2 separate regions of the Xenopus laevis genome follow, and region 2 is linked to region 1. The links are chromatin contacts, called in public Hi-C maps. All regions are on one chromosome and are shown on one strand. Each heading gives the region's core, a stretch centred on a gene start, on an enhancer-like site or on the middle of the called end of the contact. The rest is flanking DNA. Distances are from core to core; before and after follow the strand shown.

Region 1 (7,449 bases), core at 2,333-4,832:
TATACACAGTGGCAAAAATAAATGTACACACAGCAACAAACTGGCATATGTCGAGATACAGGAAAAATGTAGAATCTGCCATTGATGTTTTTCAGCTATTACTTTGCTTTTGATGATTGAGTGAACACCATCTAAATTTGGCTTAATCCTGGGCAGAATAATTCCTTCTTAGAACCCACACATTGTAGATCGGGATAGAGGGTCCAGTTTCTGTTTTTAAGGCGTGAATATCTTAAGATTTTTGAAGTATAGAGGCCTTTAAATATGAGGAGGCTAGTCTCCTGAAAATGCTTTTCCACAAGCAAAGATCTGGTCGATCTGGGCACAATCAACAGCAATGGTTATCTCCACTGATTTACATGGCATGATATATAGGCCCCATAGTGTTATGTGTAGCTGCATATGTTGAGATCAAATGAGAAAAAAAACCTTTGCAAAAAGCATATTTGTACCCAAGGTCATGCTTTGGTCATACTGCATTCACCATTTACAGGAATTGCTCATTTACTTCAGCCCAGATGAAAGTGCTTAAGGCAGGGATCCCCAACCTTTTTCACCTGTGAGCCACATTCAAATGTAATAAGGGTTGGGGAGCAACATAAGAATGAAAATGGTTCCGGATGCCAACGAAGGACTGGAAGCCTACAGAAAACTCTGTTTGGCAGTACACATGGTTTTTATGCAATCAAACTTGCCTCCAAGCCAGGAATTCAAAAATAAGCCCCTGTTTGAAGCCACTGGGAGCAACATCCAAGGGGTTGGGCAGCAACATGTTGCTCACGAGCTACTGGTTGGGGATCACTGGCTTAAGTAAATGAGTAAATTACTTGACTAATGCTAAATGCTAATTTACTTGACTTGTGTACATGAAATTGCTGTGCTCTGCATCTCACGCTTAATTAAAAATCCAGCTTGAGGTGCAGAGTGCAGCGCTGTTCAGGTAGCCCTTAATGGTTTCTGACGAAGTGACCGTTATAGTCACGAAATGTGTAGAGCCATGCACCCCCCTGCCTCGCTCATCCATTTCTGAATTTTCACATCTTTTTAAATGATTCAATAAACGTGGATTTTACTTCTACTTTTTTACTGGTGCATATCTACCCTACCATTGAGCCAGAAAATGCGCCTTTAATTGAATTGTTTAGCCCTAAATGTAACACCTGCTATAGTCTCTGTGACACTGTTCACCTGCCTATGTGCCTCTCCCTTGCAGCCCTGTGTTTATAGGAGATGTGCTTAATTTTGGACATGCTGTCCCCTTTGCACTTTGCCCCAGCGCTTTACTTCGTAAAATAGCCCTATACCCACGACCTTCAGCTACCTATGAGTGCACAATAGACGTATCACGTAGTCTAAACAAGGCAATACTACAGAGTCTCTACTTTAAACTTTAACTGCATACCTCCCAACTGTCCCATTTTTCAGAAGACAGTCCTCCAATTTCCCAAGCTCAACCCGCAGTCCTGGATTGTTACTGAAATGTCCAGACTTTCTCTTTGATCTCCTTCACAGAACAGCCAGAAAAAGATGTACAGTTTCTAAAACGTAATTGGCTTTTGGCAGAGAGCCCAGAATACGTTGCAGGTGCACTTAGATACATTTGTTACAATTCAGGATAAGCAGGTCTCTTGGGGAAACTGACTTGCAGCTTAATGGACAATTCACCTTCATTAGCTAACCATTCAGATCAAATAAAGTAGTAAAAGAACAGATCAGACAATGTTCTGCCCCTGACAGCAATCGTACAAAAGTTATGTCCGACAAAGCTGGTGACAGTCTCCTACTGATATCGTTAGATCAGCAATACATGCAGAGATATTATCGAAATTTTCTAACCTGTCCAATCAACTGAACTACTTTTTGTCATCTCACGACAAATGTCGGGACACTCCACACACAACCCGAAAATGGTACGAAACGTAGATTCGTACGATCAAATCTTTGCGTCTATGGCCAGCTCAAGGGAGTAAAGTTGTACGTTCTGTGTTAGAACCTCTAGTCAATCCCATTTTGAGTTTCGCTCAGGCTTTGCTAAGTTCCTCTCTGATATTGTTTCATATGCCAGAGTGCACTTTTTTCATCCTATGCACAAAGTAAAAGTATGGAGTTACCCAGAAGCATAGCGCACAAGCATTTTTATTTATTCTTTATTTATTTGTCTTTAAATTTTACTATGTTGCAACATAAGGGTAAATTGAAGCAGATGGACTTCATGACTGTGGAAAATAGTTTTTCTCTGACTTGTCCCTGAAAATAGTAGAATTTGCTAAACTGTGGTGGATCTAGTTGAGCAGATATGGGCCAATTTTTAGGGTGAAGACATACGCAAAGAGATACTAGTAGCAGCTGCAGAATGCCACAAAATACCCTGCCATTGACAATACTGAGAATTGCCTTTGCTTAACGTAGTGTGTTAGCAAAGCCAATTATCACTATTGTGTACTATTTTGCAGCCGTGACAAGTAGCTGCTACTAGTAGGTATGTGTGTCTTCACCCTAAATAGAAATCAGTGTGAATCACCAGTGCTAAAACATTTGCATTATATAGTTAAAAAATGGCTTCTGAGTTTTGCAGAGTTAAAATGTTTTAGTCCCGCGATTCACAATGACCTCTTTACAAAGGTATTGTTTTATGTTTTTGTCACTAGAGGATATTTAGCGAGGGTGGCAAAACATACTGTATGCCATTACTCTAAAGGGTAATGCTTAACCCACATGTATGCAGGACATGGCAGCAGCCTTTAAGGTTTGGGGGGGGGTATATTCAAGCACAGGCAGTGTTGTCCTCTATCACAAAACAAAATACTACTGGGGACTTATTTGCCTTCTCTGCTTCATAAATAAAAGGAACATGCAAAGAGCTGTGCTTACTTGAATATTTTGCCTCCTAGTCAGTTTGATCACAGTAGTTGCCAGTGTAGACACCAAAAATATCTCAATAAAAAAACTTCAGCTTTTCCCTGTCAACCCATAAGCAGACTGATTGAGATGCTAGATTTGTATTATTAATATATGTGTATTTTCTTAAACTTATCTTGTAATCTGTCTTATAAAACCACATCCTGGTTGCAAGGATCAGTATACCTATCAACCTGGTAGCTGTTAAAATGGCAACAGAAAAAAAAGAATACAAGTTAAACTATAGTTATTATTTGAAAACTGATTATTTAATCCCCCATCTTTTCTGCATGCCTTTATGTCATTGTATCAATTGTGCTGCATAGTGTTTTATGTGGTTTCTACAGGCTCTCTGACAAAAAGCAGTGCTAAATTCTAATACTAAGATCCCTTTTTCCGCAGCTGTCCAGCGAGGTCGCATCCCACCTGCACATTCCAGTGCCAGTCCCACTTCTGCTCCAGGAGCAGGCGAGTACTTCAATGGACAGCCAGTCTCTGAACTAATCTCCCAGCTCCTGCGAGCTGAGCCATATCCTGCTTCCCGCTATGGGTCCCAGTACACCCAACAGGGTAGTGTGATGGGCATTGATAATATCTGTGAACTAGCAGCAAGGCTTCTCTTCAGCACTGTTGAGTGGTCAAGGAGCATCCCCTACTTCCCAGAACTAGCAGTGGCTGATCAGGTCTCCTTGCTTCGACTGAGCTGGAGTGAACTGTTCGTACTAAGTGCTGCACAGTCTGCCCTTCCACTTCACATGGCTCCTCTTTTGGCTGCTGCTGGATTCCATTCTTCTCCAATGTCTGCTGACCGAGTCGTCTCATTTATGGATCAGATTCGTCTCTTCCAGGACCAGGTTGAGAAGCTTAACCGCCTGCAGGTGGACTCAGCTGAATATGCTTGCTTAAAAGCCATTGCACTCTTCACTTCAGGTGAGAGTAGGATTTGATCCCATAATAACTCTCTAAATTTTTATCCATCATATTTTTAAATCTATATATCTAAAATAAATGTATTTTTTCATAATTTTAGATGCCTGTGGCCTTACAGATCCAGCTCACGTGGAAAGCTTACAAGAGAAAGCCCAGGTAGCCCTCACAGAGTATGTGCGAGCCCAGTATCCCTCTCAGCCACAGCGCTTTGGGCGTCTCCTCTTACGGCTGCCTGCACTCCGAGCTGTTCCTGCATCACTCATATCTCAGCTCTTCTTCATGAGGCTTGTTGGCAAGACCCCTATAGAAACACTTATTAGGGACATGCTTCTCTCTGGTAGCAGTTTTAATTGGCCATACTCATCTGGTCAATAGCATCACTAGATGCTTAAGTGCAATAATATTGACTTGGGTCTCACCTTGGACACTTTTTAGTGGCAGGCCTTTGCCTCTTTCTGGAGTTCAGGCTCAACCTCTTTTGCAAGTCACAAGGGCACTTCCAAATTTCATGAGGAGACAACTTGTCTACAGACCCATGAATTGTCTCTCTGCTGATAATGTGTTTGGGTTACATCAGGGCTAAAAAACTGGTACTGGCAGAATGCCGCCTCCATTTTCTCCTTACCTGTATAAATACATTGTAACCCTTTTCTGAGTACTGTAGGATATTCTAGATATTCTAAAGGTGTTCTAAAATATGCTTTAAGCACCAAGAGTTTCAGATCACCACAAGAACTCTGTATGCATCTGTAAGCATTTGTCCGCCTCTGAGAGAGTACAGCTTAGTCCACACCTTGTCTACCTCTTCAGTGAACACTAATTTCCCAGAAGACAGCTGCTTTGTTCTTTTAAATGCAGCTTACAGGAATTTCACTATATGGAGAGTTGCAGAAATGTGGATATTAAACACATTTTATGTTCACTGAACTCTGTTAAGTACAGTGTCAGAGAAGTCAATTTGAAATCTTCTGGTGTTGGAAGGACTAAGCGAAGCTGTTTATCAGGGGCATGATTGTCTTGTAATCTTTCCCAATCCATTTTTTAATTTGCCCTGATGTACAGGTCTTTTAAAGGTTTGAAACACTGAAATAATACTTATAGATTTTATCTTTACTCTGAAATCGTTTATTCTGAAATATTTTACCTTTACTAGCTCTAACCAAATTGTTTCCTTAACACCTTTTTTGATACCTGTTAGTGCAAGGTAAGTCACTGTTCTTAATTACCCTGCATTTTTTCAGTGTGGTCAAAAAAAAAAAATGTTGTCTTCTTTTTCAAAGAAAAAAAAAATAGGCTCTCAAATTCCTTTATATGAAGCCTTTTTTATAATTGTGTAGTACTAAATCTTTGGGAGCAAATCAACCATATAAGTTGAATTGAAACAGTTCTTGTTGTGCAGTAGATGGTGCATTACAGGGGTGAGTGCAGGGTCAGCTTTTTTCTAACGGCCAAGGTAGAGGTCTGTCTGGCCTTGCATCAACACCTAACAAAAATGTTCTGCTACAGTTCACATGACCATTCTGCAGGTCATTGATTATTGCTTATGGCCCATAATTCTTAAAATCATTTGTGAGTATGTGCTGTCATATTATTATTATTATTATTGTCTGATTTCAGTCAGAAAAGGAGAGTGAGCTAAAATGAAGACATACCCTTTAGACACAATTTCTGCAGAGGTTTGAACAATATTGGTGAGTTTTTAAGGCCCCTTTAAAAGATTAAAATGGCTGTAGCTATAATGGTACTTAAAACGCATTACTTTATGTGTATACACTAATCTGTTAATCTCTTTTATATATGTTAACTATTTTTTTTAAGAAGCTTTATATCTTTAGTTTCAACTTTGTGTGAAAAAAAAATTAACTAAACAAGCTTTGATGTCTTTGATACCTTATAAAGTGCCAGGAGTTCATTGCCGGACCCCCAAAAAATGTGTTTAAGAAGTATATCCATATTTAGGGATTATGTAGGAATAATTGGATATTCATTAGTGTAGCTAATGTTCATAAAACAATTAATTACACAACTTTTTTTGTTTTAGTTCAAAGTCTGTGTCAGTCATCGCATGACAGTCTCTATTGTGTTCATGCCACTTCTACCGGTCTGTGCTGCCCACAGCAAACCCTTCTTATTGACTTACTTGCCCAAACCCATATTTCTGCTGAGCATTTCAAGAGGGGTATGAGACTGCCGGACAGACACCTACAATGACAAGCTTCTACATTTGCACACATGAAAACACACTACTAGCCATGTAACACACTGTTATATGATTGAGCCTTGTCTAAGAATATGTGCTTTTTAAACTAATGAATAGCCAGTTATTCTGTGCAGAAATTTCTCTTAATATGGCTGAGCAAATGTTCTCCCCCTTATCTCTCTCGATACATATACATATATATATATATATATATATATATATAGAAGGCTGTTTTGTTTTCTGTTTGTTTCTACTCTTGTAAAATTGTATGTCTAAATATTCTGCTAATGCCAAAAAACAGGTGGAAGGGAAAACTGCCAAAGAAGGATGTAGAAATAAAACAAAAATACACTGATATAAATTATTTTCCTGTCATTTTTGCCAAATATTTACATATACAAACTCAAGAGGTAAGAAGTGTTCTCTGTGGGTCCTGCCCTTGCATCTGCAGTGAGCTACAATGTGGAGGAGGCTTGCGAGGCCATTTGTGTTGCATTTGGTCACCCAACTTCATTAGGTGAGAACATGTTTATCGGTATATTACAAGGGCTCATAGGTATATTACAGCTCTGTAGCTGTAGATTATTTACACGGGGTAAAGCAACAGCTATGTCAAGTTGGTCATCCTGTTCAGCACTAGCTGTAAATTTAAACCTGGGATTCCCCAAACATGTGCTGATTTTACACAGGTTGGGACAGGAAGCCTACCAAACATGAGCTGCTCAAGGAGAACTAAACTCTAGAAATGAATATGGTTAAAAATGCTATATTTTATGTACTGAATTTATTGCACAAGCCTAAAGTTTCAGCTTCGCAATAGCAGCAATGATCGAGAACATCAAACTTGTCACAGGGGGTCACCATCTTTGAATACTGTGGGCTCTGAGCAGCTAAGCTTAGGGGTCGTCGCAAATTATCAAGCAGAAAATAAGGTTGTACTGTAATATAAATTGATGCTACAGGGCTGATATAAATTCTGTTAGTTGCCCTGGTTTCTAAGCTGCCAATAAATATTGATTATTAATCAGCTTTATATTGTGAGATTTATATTTTATACGTACTGTCCCCAGCACAGAGCATGTGCAGCAAATCAGTAAAAAAGAAGATGGAGAGCTAATTCAGAGATAGACCTTTACTGCTAAAGGGCTGTGGTTGTTTTTGGTCAGTACAGAAGCCCAAAACATAATGTACAGCATTTCTAGCCTACTTCTTTAGTTAGGCTTTAGTTTTTTTAAGTCTTTTAAGACAAAAACAAGAACGCATCAGTTTAATCCCTCTTTGCTGTGTGACAACCTTGCTGTTGTCTATGTGGGTTGTAAAAATAATATATATGCTGTCTCATTTAACCAAGCACCCGAAAAAAGGACTTTACATAGTATAACATTAAGATTGTCGCAAGTAAAACCTATTACTCGCAGCAA
Region 2 (7,449 bases), core at 2,933-5,432, 46 kb before region 1:
TCTCCCTACTGTTATAGGGTCTTATGGCACATAATACAGATATGGCGTGCTAATATTACAGCAGCCAGAGTAGCAGCCGTGAAAACTCATATGCGCTGTTTACATTGGGGGTCTCTGTGCTCCACATAGTTTGGTATATCTACAGTATGTATATTGGGCATTGAAAATGCATCTCCATCGGCAATACTTGAAATCGCCTTTGGCTAAACCTACACATCACAAAGTCACCCAAAGTTTCCTTGCAAGAAAACTTTGGGTGACTTTGAAAAAACAAAGCACCTTGTATTTTTGCTACAGGCAATTTCAATTAGTGCCAATGCAGAAGCATTTTCGGGAGACTTGTCAACTGCAGTAGCACAAATTTATCTCTCCGTCAGCCATTACCCTTAAGGAATTATTGGCTGAAACATGCAAATCACTCCTATATTTAGCTTTAGCCAACTATTATTACTACTCTTTATTTTTATATAGCACAGACATATTATGCAGTGCTTTTACAGAGATTATACAGTACATCATTTACATCAGTCCCCGCCCCAGTGGATAAGAATCTAAGGTCCTTATTACATTCACACACACCAATTTCATCAGGAGCCAATCAACCTGCCTGTATCTTTTTGGAGTGTGGGAGGAAAGCAGGGTACCAGGAAGAGAGAATTTATGTTATCTCCATGTTTGCTTGGGTTTCCTTCAGATACTCAAGTTTCCTCCCACACTCCAAAACACACAGGCAGGCTAATTGGCTTCTGACCTTAGTGTGTGTTATAGGGTGCAAGCTCCACTGGGGCAGGAACTAATATAAATGATACATGATCTCTGTAAATCACTGCGTAAACATGTATGGAAACACTGGCATGTTGATGTAGTCATCTATCGATCTCAATATCAGTCCCAATGAGTAGGCGGCTAAAAGGGGCACACATTCTCGTTTGCTAGCCTTGGCAGCCTTTAGCTGTATATCAGTAGAAAACTGTCTGAGCACATAATATTTACATTAAACAACATAGATCTGATGCTAACCCTACACACTTTCAGCTCAGGCACTTTCAGGGACATTGAAATATCAGGCATTCAGTTTAAAACATTACTTGTAATATTGCTCGATATGTTACTAAATGGAACTGATTCTTATATATCATGGTGCAAAGCTGGGCCCCTTATATATTTTATATATATAGCTTGGCATCCAAGATGTATAGGCTTAGCTATGTTCCTCTAAGCACTTATGTATCATTAAGCATTAGGCTAGAGATTTAATGAGATACATACATTTCCAGCTACCCTCTTTAATTTAACTATTCCCAAACAATATCTGCTGGGTTGGCCTCTCTGAGGTCAAGTGTTAAACCCCTTGGGTCACTGAGCAGCTGACCAAGGTCACAGACCTGTCACAGGGGCAGGGTGGGGCTCAGCTGGACACATGGGTGACGTATGACAGCTAGTGTGGACCCTTTGTATGTTCTATTGAACAGCACAGATTTATCTGGAGGTGGATGTGCCAGCTGATGTGAGATCAGAACAGCTGAAAGTTCACTGAGATATTTGTCCTGCCAAGTGCATTGCCAGGAAGGAGTTGTGCCTGCCAGATACCATTCTATTATTGTGTCACAGAATTTAGAGAACAATGTTGGTAAACTTTAAAATAAAATGACCTTCTGCAGGGGAATTCATGAAAGTTTCACACAGTGCTGAATGCGTGTGTAATGTTGACTGGCTTTCTGACTGCTAGTCATCAGGGTAGGGTACTATAAAAAGTTTTCTAGCTAACAGAGGGCTCTAAAGTGATCAATGTGATTGCAGATTGACATGGCAGACTGTAACAATGGTGGGTTTCTAACTGATATCAAATCAATTGGAGGGTTATCTATGTTAGTTAAATGGGGCATTCTTGAATTACAGTAAAGTTAAAGCCTCCTTTAAACAGCACCCTGTGCTGCAGTTATTTCAGGTTGGAATGGCTGAATTAAACAGGACATCCTACAGATTCCAAGAATATGCTGTAAAAGCCATTCACAACAACTAAATGCTTTTCAGGAGAAAATTAAAACATTAATAACTACTCCATAGCTTATTTCACTTACATTTTAAGCAAGCTTAAATCATGCTGTATTATTTTCAGTCATGTTACATTAGATTTCCAAGGATAAAGTTCCCCTTTTGCTGACAACTACAAACCAAACACTGATGTAATAGCCACTACCAGTCCTGCCATCAGGGGGGTACAGAGAGTACTACAGTCAGTGGTCTAGTGACACTGAGAGCTGTACCAAAGGCCCCTACAAACTCATAGGCCTGATTTTGCTTAGATTGTGAGCATCACTGGGGCAGGAATTAATTTAGAAGATGGGTCGTTTGAAAATCTTTGTAAAATCTAATATCAAAAATTACTTATTGGAAAATCTCACAAAAAACTGTGAAAGAATTACTCAGATCATTAGTAAATTGCACAGCCTATTGTCATAAATAGTTAATATACAAAATATAATCCGTTCTCTTGTTTGATACCAACTGTTTGTTAACATATAATAGGAACATAGCTACTGTGACATTAGTGACAAATACTTTATTATATTGCTGCTTTGTTGTTACTAGTCTCCCAGAATTGGCACAGAGGCTTAATTTGAATACGAACAAGGTTTTGTATGCACATACACAATCCTAGTTTGGACAGATTTTTAACTATGAAAGTGCCAGGGATTGTAAAAGCTACAGCACCAGTACACAAATACCAGCATGCCAGCACAGTACATTTTACATCTCCAGTTTGCAAAATTATTTACAGCATGTTGGTAATTGGAAGATTTTGACAATTGTTTGAATCTCCCAGTCCCCAGTGCCAGTAATTCGGGGGAACAGCCCTAGGGGAGCAACAGATAGTAGGTGAGGGAAATGTGAGCGGAAGGGGGGGGGGCGTGTAAGGGGGTGCCAGTGACCTAGGGCGCTCCATCTTTAAATCTGGCCCTAAATAGAAATATCTAATTGCTGCTGTCTAAGATAAGATAAATTATGTATGTGTAAGCACTTGTATTTAAATCTTTGCTTTCTAATAGTAGTGCAGCAAGATCAAAATTTATATTTCTGAAGGTTTGTAGTTAGCCCTTTAGTTGGCTGGTTCAAATAAAAGGGGGTGTCATAAAATGTTGATTTTATTTTATTTCAGGTTCAGTCCTAATCTTTATTTCAGGTTCAGTCCTATGCCCCTAAAGCTGGGCATACATACCTGGATTTGGTAGGGTAGTTGGTCGACTTTGACCATACTGTTTGATTGTCTGCACATGTATGTCAATTTGGGGAGAATTTCAACAGACTTTTTTGTCCAAGCTGAATATTTAATTTCCTGATGAGCCTTGATAAATGCATTGTGCATCACCAGACGAGGAAAGAAAAGCAGCAACACCGTTGCACATTCTTCAGATCTAAGGAGGGCTGCCGTCAGACAGGAGACAAACAGAAGTTCTGTCAACGGCTCGGATGACTGCAATAAGGACAGTGTTTCAGCAAAATGGGTTGGGCAGGTCTGAGGTGTGGCCATTTGAGTGTAGGAGCCCCATATGGTACATTATGTCAAGCCTCAATCCAAGCACTCATTTTGGTTTAATAGTGCAAGTGAAAATGCACCCACTTTCACTCTCAGAATTTCATTAACTTCAGTAGATATCTTTCCATGTCATTCCTGAGTGCCGTTATAAGTAGTGATATCTTTTTTTGTATGTGATCCCATATTTTAACTGACCAGGCATGAAAGATAGATTTGTGTATGAGGGTTAATACAATTCCAGACTGTTTGGGATGCAATCTACATTATCAGAACTTTATCTTTCTAGTCACTCCAATGCAAATTTAGGTAGCCCCCTGGAACTTAGGTCCAGTTTGTAGACCTCCATCCTGTTCATGTTGTGGGGTCACAGGGTGCTACATTGTCACTTCTCAGCAGCTTAAGATAGTTTTTTTCTCTGGAGGTGAGGTTTCTACAATCAGACAAATCCAGATTCCTAAAGGTGGCCATCAGGGTTGGACTGGGTCCTTGTGGTCCACACCCACCCAGTCTTGCTCCTCATCTGCAAGTAAAGGCGCTCCCTCCTGGTCTCCCCTTAATGTGGCAGCAATTGAAAAATTCAAGGTATGTGCAGGGATAGGGGGCACAGGTATGATTGTGTTGCTGGCATATGGAGGACCTCAACAACTTTGGGTCCCTGAGATGGCAGACCCTGTGGGCCCCAGACCACCCATTCTGACGTTGGTGGCCATATATTGGTGACATATTGAAGCTGCTGATTCAGCCCCTTCAGTGGACAGCATGACTTATTATGTATAATTCTGCTTGAATTTGTGAGGCTCTGGCGCTATGGTGGAGTGTGCGTTCCAACTGGATTTTCAAGGGACGCTGGGCTATTCCTGTAAGTCTAGACAACCGGAAGTGACGTCAAGGGCGTGATCCGTATTTGGGACAGATTGATATGCATCCAGGAAAATGTTAGATGCAGGACGCACGCTATATTGGAACGCATTTGCGTTCCACCAGGATACTAGGTGACGCTGCCTTACCCCCTAAGAACAGAGGGGCGGAAGTGACGTCAGACGCCGGATTCTTATCGCATGAACTCAGCATGGACTATAAAATGATACAGACAGTAAGGCTCGTTCTGCCTTTTTGATTATCTCTTTATTTTTGTGCCCCTGATGAAGACCCTTAAGGTCGAAACGCGTTGGGCTCATTATGATTTTGTTTTGTGTATTTTTTTCTGTTAGATATTTTTTCTTTTTTGTAATAAATTAATTTTGGCTTTTTCAAATCGGGTGTGCTATCCATTCTTTGCAGCAGTTATATATTACATGGAGACCCTCATGGGGAGTCACCTATGGATTAGCACCCCGTAATTTAATTTAAAAGGGTGTGCGCCTTCTCTCTCTATTTTTTTAATTTCCTTCAGACCAAGAGGCAGCTTATCTGCCCATGTATGGGCCCATTGATGGGTTTCCCGACTGATAGCTGGCAAAAAAATGGCTAAATATCATTTGGCCAGGTGTGAAGATCCCAAAAGTTGAGGAGTACATTGATATGTTGTTGCGGTCCTCATCTGATGGTTTTCCTTGGGCTTACATTTGGATCAGCTTAATTTAGCCCAGCACAAAGGTGGTCAATAGTGATGGGCGAAAAATTCGCAAAACGGTGCCGGCGTCTCGTTTTTGACGCCGGCTCCTGTTTTTTTGACGCAGGTGAATTTTCGAGGGCGTTTCGCAAATTTATTTGCTGGCGGCGAATCGCACAAATTCTGAATTCCTGAATTAATTGAAACCTAACAAATATGTGTGTGAGAGTGTGACAGCTTAAGTAAAAGTTCTGTGTAACATTTGGCAGTACAGAAATAAAGGATAGTCATAATAAATTGCACCCACAAATAGGCCCAGACATATGCTAAATAACAGATGTGTAGAGACAGGCTAAAAATAGGTTTCATTATTTTTATTGGACATGCCACACTGACTACATACTATAGCTTAGAGTCTCCCAAGAAACAAAATAATAAGCCTATTTTTTTTATCCTGCTCCCATAATTGCTTGGGTGGCATTAATGCAGAATTTCTGGTTCAGATATTGCAAAGCAAATTTTAATGTAATTATGTTTCTGCTGGGAGAACACAATAATGTCTATTTGTGTGCATAGGTGAAGTAATTATAGTCTGTATAAGCTAAAATCAGGTCTTGTTTATGACTATATACAGACAATTATTTGCTAATATAAGAACAGGCTCAGAAAATGCTGATTTCCAGCTGAATCAAGCCTCCTAGCAACAAGAAGTATGGCTGTTTCCTGGTTAAAATGACCTTTGATGCCATATCCCTATTTTAGTTTCTTTTCTGTGCTGTAAATAACATAGGCAAAATGTAAATAGGGAGGTATATTTTATTCCTGGAACCCTTATTGGACAGGAGATATAACAAGCTGAAATGTATCTGTGTGCTGGTAATTACATGGAGTGCTGGAACAGTCCGTAAGATAGAGTTCAGCTGTGGCCTGTAGGAGAGAATCCTGCTAACAGAAGAATGTCCTTAAAAATAACGCTGAAGGTCACTCCACTGATTCAGCTTTAATTTGCTTTAAAACTACTACTGAGTGCATGCCAATAAAGGAAAGAATGCTGGAGGAAAAATATTAAATTATGTTGGAGAGGGCAGGACAAATTTATGTGGTGATTGATGGGGAAAAACCCATGAAGTGAACGTGATGATTTAAATATCTTAGGTTGTCACTGAGGTGAAGGGGTTAACGCCTATCAACACAAAGGTGACTGCAGGGTAAGGACTTTCCCAGGCTGGTAAGAGAGTGGCAGATGTTATAATTGCCACCAAAATATTCCCAGAATCCTCATGTCCCCATTTTCATTCCCCCGTCCCGCCTTCCAAACAGAGAGTGAGGTCACAGGTTAATACCAGGGAGGGGAGGGGTAGAGCTAAAGAGGGCAGAGGTTAGAGCTCTGAGGAAGGAGGGCAGCGAGGGCTTTATGCACATTGTGGGAGGGTCTGCCTATAATAAAGGTGCGCCTGTTTCTTAACCCCTATTTTTATTGCTGTCACTAGAAAGCGAGGCACAATTCGCTGACTGCCATGCCAATACTCATATGACATACAAGTCACACGAGGCATTGAATGGTTGTGACTGATTCATGGAAAACTTTGGATGGTATCCCTGATTTAATTTTATTACTCTCTAATCCTCTCACTCCTGATCTTAACCCAAAGGTCATTCTGTGCTTTTGTTCCCAGTTGTCTGAAATAGTCTTTGTCATGGTGACAGTAGCTACCTTTGCACAAACTGGCCAATGGCACAACGCTGAGAAAAACACACAATGTATTAAAAGTATATAAAACACACCTTGCTACTTCCCATTTTCTTAAATGGGAAAACCCTAAGAACAGAAGGGTTTAGGGTTGCCACCTGGCCGGTATTTTACCGGCCTGGCCGGTAAAAATGATGGTTGATCCCAATGTTATTAATAGGGAAAAAAGATAAATATATAGGAAGGTCTGTATTTTTTTCCAGAAAAGGTGGCAACCCTAGGGTATGCTAGGTTGCAGGCTATTGCATTAGGGACAAAACATGTAGGGGTTGCCCATCCTATCTGCTTCTCTTGTAATCCAATTGGTTGGCTCTTAGGTGAGTTCCCATTCTTAACTACTTAGTACACAGCTAACCATTGGTTTTATGGAAGCTGGACAGTGTCTAGCTAGCTGAGATGGTAGGTCCTTGTATTTTCTTTTTTTTAGATTTACAATCATGCGGATGAAGGCCAAGAATTGTTGGTTGAAAGAGGAAAGGTATATGCCTGGTGCCCCCCCCAATTTGTGCCTTAAGGTGGCCATACATGGGCAGATAAAAGCTGCCGACAGACCGCGTCGGCAGCTTATTGGCCCGTGTATGGGGCCCCCCGACGGGCTTCACCGATCGA

Evidence for each region. A called contact is a pair of places that touch in the nucleus more often than the background predicts.
Region 2: a contact with region 1 is called in a Hi-C map of the XTC cell line, with 1.8 times the contacts expected there. The contact joins two enhancer-like sites. A contact is called at or near these places in 2 of 4 Hi-C or Micro-C datasets (the XTC cell line and animal cap).

What each region holds. Positions count from the first base shown.
Region 1 is chr1L:121,427,809-121,435,257 of Xenopus_laevis_v10.1, reverse strand. It overlaps nr2f6.L (nuclear receptor subfamily 2 group F member 6 L homeolog), which reads left to right. Exons shown (of 5, transcript NM_001086712.1): 4 at 3,301-3,828; 5 at 3,929-5,107. The coding sequence ends at 4,203. Among protein-coding and RNA genes, the nearest start is that of nr2f6.L, 21 kb to the left of the region's middle. Within about 2 kb of position 3,582, at least 1 of the 7 cell types and tissues checked has an H3K27ac peak or open chromatin away from gene starts, as enhancers often do.
Region 2 is chr1L:121,473,989-121,481,437 of Xenopus_laevis_v10.1, reverse strand. No RefSeq gene overlaps it. Among protein-coding and RNA genes, the nearest start is that of babam1.L, 14 kb to the left of the region's middle. Within about 2 kb of position 4,182, at least 1 of the 7 cell types and tissues checked has an H3K27ac peak or open chromatin away from gene starts, as enhancers often do.